Linked DNA regions of Sus scrofa: regions 2 and 3 are each linked to region 1. Evidence: chromatin contacts called from public Hi-C and HiChIP or PLAC-seq data. All regions are on one chromosome and are shown on one strand. Each heading gives the region's core, a stretch centred on a gene start, on an enhancer-like site or on the middle of the called end of the contact. The rest is flanking DNA. Distances are from core to core; before and after follow the strand shown.

Evidence for each region. Hi-C and Micro-C count contacts between places; a contact is called where the count stands out from the background. HiChIP or PLAC-seq counts read pairs in DNA pulled down with a chosen protein or histone mark.
Region 2: a contact with region 1 is called in a Hi-C map of skeletal muscle, with 5 times the contacts expected there. The contact joins the promoter of KLHL38 here to the promoter of ZHX1 in region 1. A contact is called at or near these places in 1 of 5 promoter capture datasets (liver) and 1 of 47 Hi-C or Micro-C datasets (skeletal muscle).
Region 3: an H3K27ac HiChIP or PLAC-seq map of alveolar macrophages shows a contact between it and region 1. The contact joins the promoter of ZHX2 here to the promoter of ZHX1 in region 1. A contact is called at or near these places in 3 of 47 Hi-C or Micro-C datasets (heart right ventricle, liver and mesenteric adipose tissue) and 1 of 2 datasets of contacts at active chromatin or transcription factors (alveolar macrophages).

Annotation. Positions count from the first base shown.
Region 1 is chr4:16,099,230-16,102,218 of Sscrofa11.1, reverse strand. It overlaps ZHX1 (zinc fingers and homeoboxes protein 1), which reads right to left and starts at 1,439. Exons shown (of 4, transcript XM_013996503.2): 1 at 1,028-1,439.
Region 2 is chr4:15,791,736-15,794,589 of Sscrofa11.1, reverse strand. KLHL38 (kelch-like protein 38) reads right to left here and starts at 1,593. Exons shown (of 4, transcript XM_021088954.1): 1 at 1,345-1,593; 2 at 1-876. The coding sequence starts at 639.
Region 3 is chr4:16,552,414-16,555,392 of Sscrofa11.1, reverse strand. It overlaps ZHX2 (zinc fingers and homeoboxes protein 2), which reads left to right and starts at 1,534. Exons shown (of 5, transcript XM_021088974.1): 1 at 1,534-2,684.

The DNA.
Region 1 (2,989 bases), core at 190-2,689:
TTTGCTGTTACCCACGGAGGGGAGAGCTGGGATGTCGAATTGAAACAAAGAATTTCAAGTCCCTTTCCCTAGAACTTTGGAGTAAACACACACACGGAAAGGGCATCAGCCAGGGCTCTTCTTTCCTACCATGAGACCCCCTTCCTCTCACAGCTCCCTCCTAGCCCTTCACTCCTCGGAAAGATCTGGAAACCGTTCCCTTTAGGCCCTAAGGCTTGGAGCGGTCCCCAGTCAGCCTCCTCATCTTCCTCCTTAAAGGGACAGATAATATTTACATTTTCTTGAATCAACTTCTCCCAAAGTTCCAGGGCTTCTTCAAAACCTTATATAGTTCTTAAGGTCTCAACTCTGAGACTCGCCCCGAAATGGGTGCCCAGCCTCTCCTGAAGTGGAGGTACAGCCTTTCCCAGACGGGTTTCTCCGAGCTCCAACCGCAATGCCAGTGCGCTCAGCTCCAGCAAGAGATGACTCCCCAGACTCTCAGGGAGACCGAGTCCCCACGAGGCCACACGCCCCCGCAGGGCAGGGCCCGGCTCCCGATCTCCTCCCCAGGGACCCTCGACATTGCTGGTGCGCTCCGTCCCTGCGGCCCCCGCCCCCCCCCTTCTAAGGGAGACCCGGTCCTCACTCCCTTCAATAATCTCAAGTTGCTCGGTCCTCTCGTAGCCGCGGGGGAGGAGAGGGGTGCTGAGATTTCCCCGTACAAGCCCACCCTCAGCCCCTTCCGCGGCCGCAGAGACCCGAGAACGCAAAAGAGGCTCAGGGTCTGTCCCCCGTCGGCGATCCGGCCCAGGCAGGCCAGGTCCCTCCCCCTCGGAAGCCCCGAGCCGGTCAGCCTGGCCACTCGCGGCGCGGAGCGCGCTCAGCCCCCCGGGGTCTCTGCCCTCGGGCCGCCCTCGTCCAACCAGCCCGCGCGCCGCGCGCCTTCCCGGCCCGCCGCACTGGCCGCGGGCTCTGCGCCGCGGGTTCCTACCCGCAGCCCCGGATGCCCGGGGCCGCTCGTCGCGAAGCCCGCTCGCACCGCTACCTGCAGGGGCCGCCGCGCCTCTCAGCGCCCCGCCGCCGCCATCTTGCATTTCAAACCGGCTGCACTTTTCAAGGAGTCAACTCTGACCTGTGAACCCTACACCCGGAACCGCTCGGCGGTCCGGCTCACGGCTTCAGCAGATCCGCAGACTCGGTGGAACGTAAAGTCTGGGGTGGGGGTGCTAGGCCAGGCGCGCGCCCCAGCGGCCGACCCGGGGCGAGAGCGGGGGAGGGGAAGAGCCGGCCGAGGCGGGGCCCTCCCGCGCGCGCGCGCCCTCCGCGCGCCCCCACCCCGCTCTGCGCCACGCTTTCCACTCGCAGACCCTGCTTCTCCCCTGGGGTTCGACCCTGGCCTCCACCCCCGGATTGGCGCAGGGCGAGAGGTAGGGGGCCGCCCCGCCCCTCTGTCAACAGAAGCCCCGCCTTTTCCAAGTCTCGAAGCGGCCACGCCCCTTGCTGGTGTTAGCTCCGCCCGCTATCGGTAGAAGCCTTTTCTTCACTCAGGTCAATCCAGAAGGCAGCCCCGCCTTCTGTCAGTTGTGGCCCCGCCCCCGGGCGCTCCTTCTTCCTAAAGTCACCGCTGGATCCTGAGAAACGCCCCTTGTCATAAGTCCCATTTGGTGGCAGTACTGTCCAAGCCCGCCCCTTTCGTCGGGAGCCCCTCCTACTGTCAATAGAAGTCGGGTCTTTCTGAAACCCTTCGGGATTCTAGCCCGAAGCTCCACCCCCTGTCAGCTGCTGCCCTGCCACCTCTTGCCTCCAACTCCAACATCAAAAGCCGTCCCTCCACCCGCTGATACCAAAAGTTCGATCCAACCTCACTTTGAACCGCGGGGCAAGACGGAGCCACCCTTTGCTCCCCGAAAGCCCTCCCTCTCCCCCTCACGAGTCACTCTTGTGGGGGGCTTTCTTTTCAAGCCGTGGTCGTCAAATACTGAACAGCTTCAATGCGAACCAGCCCTGCAAAGGAGGCCGGCTAAGGACCCAGGCTTTGGGAAAAACTACCCTCCCCATTTCTCTTCGTCCCTTCTCCCCTCCCCACATCATTTTTTACAAGGAAAAAAGTACAGACCAAAGCAAAGGGAAACAAATCACCTTCCAGGCTACTCTTCACAGAATCTCCGGCCAGGACCTGTGGGAACTTTCCGGCGCCTTGATGTTCGTTCCCCGCCCCCACCCCGGGCATGGACCCTCTGCGCTTTAACAGCAGCGCTCCACTGAGCCACATTAATCCTAAAACATGCAGTTGCTTAAAGTGAAAGCCTGATGGTTGAAATCAGTGCACATCGGCTTCTTTTATTTGTTTGTTTTATCTTAGAATACTAGAACTTGTGGAAGCAGAAGCAAGCAAAGCTTAATCTTGCAAACATAGGTGCTCAGTCCTGCCATGCTCAACACTCTGTGTATACAACAAAACTTTAACACCACTTTAACTCTCCTGGAATTAAATTCATTGATAATGTAAACTATCTACAAGAAACTACTGTAATGTTCTGATAACATAAAGGTGAAATAAGTGAAAGTAACTTATTCTAAAATATTAAACTAATATCAAAAATACTAATAAAATACATTTTCCACTATGGAAAAACTCTGGCACCAATATAATTACAGTCCAAAACAGCCCCAACAAAATTTCAGCACGCCCCCTAGGGGGCAGTACTGTGCCCACTGAAAACTGCCTAAGATTTATCTCTGAGGAAAGGAAAAGCTTCTGATACAGAAATTCACTTTTTTTGTTCATGCCTTTAACGACTAGGTTTTTGAGCATAAGTGAATTCCAGGTACTGTGGAAGATTCAAAGCTGAGTCAGGCAATATTTCTGTCTTCAAGGAGATTACAGTCTAGTAACCAAGCAAAAAAACATGAGCATGAAAACATCAAGCCGGGGAGTTTCCACTGTGGCTCAAAGGATTACCAACCCGGCTAGTATCCATGAGGATGTGGGGTCGATCCTGGCCTC
Region 2 (2,854 bases), core at 344-2,843, 310 kb after region 1:
TCGCTTCCGGGCCTGGAGGTCATGCTTGATCCAGACCATGAGGGCCTCAAACACCTTCTCCTCCTCCCCACAGAGCCCGTCGTCCCCCAGATAGTCTCGCAATTCCAAGGCACAGAGCTCCTTCAGATCAGCCGACGCGGCCACCTCTGGGAAGTGTGTCAAGGCCACCTCCCGGGCTTTCCTCCTGAGGGGCTCGCAACTGAAGACCTCAGAGAGTCTGACCATGCCCAGGCAGTTGCCGGGGGTCAGCTGGCTCTGGAGGTAGGAGGAGCAGGCCTCAAGCAGCTTGGGGTACTGCAGCATGGAGGCCGCCTCCATCAAGGGCAGGACGGTTTCCGCTGTGATGCGCGCCTCGCCCGTGTACACGTACAAGATGATGCGCTCCAGGGTGGCAGAGTCGATGCCTTTCAGCTGGACTTTGGCCTCCCGGCTCTCGCGGAAGTTGCTGCAGAACATGGCCCTGAAGTAGGGGCTGCTGGAGGCCAGCACGGTGCGGTGGCAGGGGGCCTCCCAGGGCCCCGTGCAGATGCTCACATCAGTCAGGATCCTGCTTTGCCTCAGGCGGTTGAGCTGCCGCAACAAGTCAGAGGAGAAGTCCTGGTCTTTGAAGAGCAGCCCATCCGGCAACTCCTCGTCCATCCTACAAAGACGGGGAGAAGTCCCCAGAGGGAGCACGTGCTGGAGGGTTTAGCGGTGGTGGCCCCAAGACTTAGGGCCGCTACGTCCCTTCACCAGGATGCTGTGGGTATCGCCACGATTGTCGCCTAGCGACACTGGAAAGGGAGACCCCCTGCAGCCTGGGCCTCACAGCAGACACCTCTCTCTTTGGTTAGGAGCACTCTCAAAGGTAACAGGCAAACAGTATCTGCGGATAATCTGAGAAACACACAGGAAAAACCGAAAGAAGAAGACGGTTGGATAAATCGGGCAAAGCTGAAGATGGCCAGGGGTCACGGGCTGAAATGTTAGCCTGAAGCAAGGTGACAGTCTGTGCATTTGATCAGCAAAGTCTGCGCACTTTTCCCCAGATTGGTTCTCAGCACATCTCTTATTTGGTAAACTCATCTGAACATCTTGCTGGGCGTTAGTCCTTCCCTAAGGATGTCACTGTGGGGGCGTGGCCCTCTGGCAACCAAACAAACGGGGGATGAAAGTGGACCTTTGCGATTTTTTTTTTAACATGACTTCACAGAATCTTTTGGGGTTTGTTTTTAAAATGAGATACGTAGAAAGCACAGACCAAACAATGCCCTGGACGGGATTTATTGGATGACATCTGGCCATCTACCTGCAGAAGAATGAAACATTAGAATTATTTACCTTGTTGTGTGAGGAGACACCCACCTGATGCCTGGTCCGGCTGGTCCCTCCGGAGAGTGTCCACCTCTGGCTCCAAATGAAACCGTAAAGCCAGGCCTTTCCTTCAGCTGGCAAAGGATTTGTCCTGGGAGAATTCCGGGTTTGTTTATGTTGAAGGCACTTTCACAGTTTTCTAGAGCTTTGTGCAAGAACGGCTGGGCAGGGAGACAGTGTATACATTCCAGGGCTAAGAATAGTTGCATATGTACTTTCCACTGTTATGACATGTGACTTGCCAGTTGCCTTTTGCAGCAACCCAAGGGCCTGCGGGGCCGGCGCATGCCCACATGCCCTGTTTCCTTGGCAAGTGTTTACATTGGCAGAAATAGATCTGGAGGGACGGCTTCTCTTAGAGAAGACTTTGCTGCCCACTTGGACCCATCCCTCGTCCCTTGTCCTAAAAGAGCCCGGAATTCTAGATGTCTGTAAACAGGTTGTTGTGACCTGGGGAGAGTGGCTGAAGATAGTTCTGGGCAGGGAGAAGGTGGCGGATGGTCACAGGGACGCCAGAACATGGGCCCAAGCGTGGTGTCTATGGGTCTCTATTTCCTATGTCTGCTGGCAGAATCACTGGAGAGGCCCCAGGGTCATGGTATCTATGAGGAAAATAAATTTTTTGTTTTTGCCTTTTTTTAGGGTTGCACCTGTGGCATATGGAGGTTCCCAGGCTAGGGGTCAAATCAGAGCTGTAGCTCCTGGCCTACACCACAGCCACAGCCACAGCCACGCGGGATCCAAGCCTCATCTGTGACCTACACCACAGCTTGTGGCAACGCCGGATCCTTCACCCACTGAGCAAGGCCAGGGATGGAACCCGGGTCCCCCTGGATACTAGCCAGGTTCTTTAACCGCTGAGCCACAACAGGAACTCCGAAAATTGTTTTTAACATGGGCGGAGCACCTCAGACTTTCCAGACTTGGGAAAGACCAAACCTGTCTTGTTCTTCCTTGTCACAGGGGCTTCTGGTTTAAAGTGGCAGAAGGGCAGTTCTCCTGCAGGTCAGACTTGCTTCTCACAGACTGCTGCTGACTGCTCTGCAGTTAGATTTTTGGAGTTCAAGCTTGCTTTTCTGCTCTATTTTTCCATTTTTCTTTTTTTTTTTTTCCCCATCAGGGAGGCTTGAGCTAGAGGAAGAAGACAGGTATATTGCCCCAGGAGGAGACGGGGGAGGGGTGAGACAGTGGGGGGAGAGAGAGAGGGAGAGAGAGGGGAGGGGAGATGGAATAAAGAGGAGGGGGAAGGGCGAGGGAAGAGGAGGAGGTGGGAGAACAGGGGAACAAGGATGATGGGGTAGGAAGCAGCCTCCAGCTGGGAGAATTAGAACCCGGGTGGAGGGCTATAGAACCAGCAAAGATGAGTTAAAGGGACCCGGGTCTGTCCCGCCCCTGCCCCCACGAGGTCCTGATTGAGCGCAGCCGCAGCGAATGGCAGGGAAGCCCAGCTTCCTCTCCTTCTCAAGTCTTGCTTGGACGTTTGCAGCAGCCTCCTGTGCTG
Region 3 (2,979 bases), core at 285-2,784, 450 kb before region 1:
GGCCTGAAGACATGAAAGCTCAATGGACGGTCCAGAGGGTCTACCCGGTGTGGCTCATGCCTGACCCTTCCATCCTATTATCCGCTCGCCCAACCAAAAGAAGACGGTAGTGAGGGGGGGACAGAGGAAACATGGCTTATAGAAATCCCTTCTAAGTGGATGACCAGCAAAAGGAGGTGCAGCCTCAGAACAGATACAACTTTCTTAAGGTTTCAGTAACTTCCATGGAAACAGGGAACTGTAGTTATGGGGGGGGGGCGTAGGGAAGCAGTGGAATGACCTGGAAGAGTCAAGAGTAAGCAATATAAAAATATTATAGTTGGTGGGATTGTTTTCTTTTTCTTTCTCTCTTCATGCACATCCTTGAGGGAAGAGGAAAAAAACTCAGCATCCCTAAATTCTGATATTGACAGCAAGCACATTAGGATGTTAGACAGTAGATATGGAATGAGTTTGAGAAAGATGCGATAGCATCTGGATCATAGTCACCCAGGAAGTTCTTAATAAATCCTTTAAGAACCTGGGCAGTTTGCCTCTCAGATCTGAGAGCATTAGGAAAAGAGACCTCCTTCAAAGCCAGTACCTGGTTTCCTGCACCGTTAACAAACAACCCTGCATCAGCAATAACGGAACAAACAGGTGCAAGCCAGTAGAAAGTTTTGCATATGAGCTATTTTTATTTTTATTGTAAAAATTTCTGGGAACCCAAAGAACAGGTTCTGGTGGAGAAATTGGAGCCCTAAAGGGAGACCCTGAGAAAGCCTTTCAGCTGCTTTCTTCTCCTCAGCCTCAGAAACGAAAATGCCAAAAGGTCAACCAATGCGTTGACCACGCAGTCAGCCCGGGAGCCAGCCATTTTCACCCCGTCTCCGTCCTCGCCTCCAGCCACTCCGCCGCACACGGCCACCTGTTGCTGTCCTAGCGCCCAGAGCCGAGTCGCAAGCCGCCGCTAGAGTTCGTTCTAATTCCCCCCAAGCTAAGGCTGGCCGGGAAGCCCCGACGCTCCGCGCCTGCTAATCCTCAGCGCGGGCGGGGACTCCGCGGAGCCTCCCAGCCCCAGGCTCCCTTTGTCTTCTTGCTGCTCTCAAAATGTCAAAAGTAGACCCCAGACAGCATCCCCTTGGCCCCCGCTCGCCCAGTGCGCGCTCGCACTCAGCACACACTTGGGAGATGCTGACGCGTCGAGATGCCCACCGAGGAGAAACTGGTCCACCTGGCAGGGACAGGCGGCGCAGACAGGTTCTGTGAAATGCCAAAGCGTCCCCTGAATCCCAAATCCCTTGGAGCCCTTAGCTGAACACTGCAGCTGAAGCGCCGCGCCCAAAACGCGAGTTCACGGTTCCCGAGGCCGCGGGCGGAGGGCAGCGAGATTCTGACCTGCCTTTGCTCTAAGCCGCCCGAGGGGATCCAGGGGGCGGCGGCGGTTAGGGATGCCCTCCCGCCGGGAAGGCCAGAGTCCCAGTTTCGAAAGTGACCCGCCTCGCTTCCGAGGGACTTCCCTGCCAGCGCCGCAGGGGTGTGCATTTCTCCGAAGTCTGAGAATCCCAGCGAGCGCTGGCCCGACAAGAGTTTAAGTCAGCTCCCAGGGCGTCTGTTTGTTTATTGGCTCTTAGGAAAAAAAGTTTGAGGATGTTTAACCAACCTCAGACCTGGCGCAAGCGGAAATCTCAGAATCTCTTCAGCAAAAGTCATCTAATTTCGAGTCGTTATATAAGTGGGGGCTCTTCCTTACCCTCCCTACTCCGAGCCCTCTTATTACTACTCCAGGAGTTAAATGTGTCTCGCTTTAAAAAAGAAAAAAAAAATTTTTTTAAGTTGTTATTATTTCCCTGAGTCCTAGGGCGGGAGAAAGCGCAGGCAGCGCCCTGGGCTTGCGGCGGCCCCACCCGCGCGCTGCCGTTTGCTCTGCAGGAGGGACGCGGGGTCCCGGGTGCCGCCCGCTCAGCGAGCAGCCGCGCCCAGCGGTCCCTCCGTCGGCCACTCCACGTGGTTAGGATCAACAGTTTGTCGAGCTCATCAGTGACACCTTGAACTTTTCATAAAGAAAATGGGTATTGCACCAGGAGGGTTTGGCCGCGGCCGCCGCGCCGGGTCGTGCTTAATATTCAATGATCTCGCTCGCGCCTCCCCCTCCTCCCCTCGCAGAAATTCCACCGAGTCCGTTACTGGGCTCAGACTTTTAAGTTAATTTACTGCCCACCCCCCAACCTTGGCTAGTAACCAGCGCCTTTAGGGTTGGCCTCCCCCCCAGCTCTCGCCTGAAAATGACATTTCGCCGGCGTCTCCGGAGGGGGCTGAATTTCACTTTGTAACTTTCTGCGGAACCCGAGCCCGGGTGGCAGCTCGGGTGGTGGTATCGTATGCAAATACGCATGCTGACGTTACAGATCATGTGGGTTTTGGCGTAGATTCCCCACTGATCGAGACATTTTTTTCCCCTTTTTTTTTCCTTCTTTTTTTTTTTTTTCTTTTAAAAATTTTGGCCACTGTTCTCCGTACGGGGGCTTCTTCTGTCTGTCTGTCTGGCAGGCTGGCTTTCCCCCTCTTTCCCACGGAGCCCGAGCCGGGCGCCCGGTGAGGAGTGGGGAGTGGGTGGGGGGAGCCAGCAGAGTTCCATTTTGGAACGCCCGTGCCGCGTCTCCACGTTCCCAGCCCGGGTCCCCGCGTTCCCAGCCCCGGCGCAGGTAAGAAACTTCGCCCCGGCGCGGAGCACCCCCCGCCCGGCGCGGCCGGCCCCGAGCCCCGCACGCCGGGCACCGGCCACTCCAGCCCAACTTTCCCACCGCCGCCGCCGCCGCCGCGGCTCCCGAAAATGTGTTGTTAATGGGACTTGGCCGGGTTTGTGATTGGAAGGGGGGCGCGGAAGGGGGGGTGGGGTGCAGGCTCTTTTTTGCGGGTGGGAGGAAATCAGAGGATCCAGAGGCGGGGGGAGATTTTTTTTTAAAGAGTTTTGATTACAAGTTTGGATAAATGGGAGGC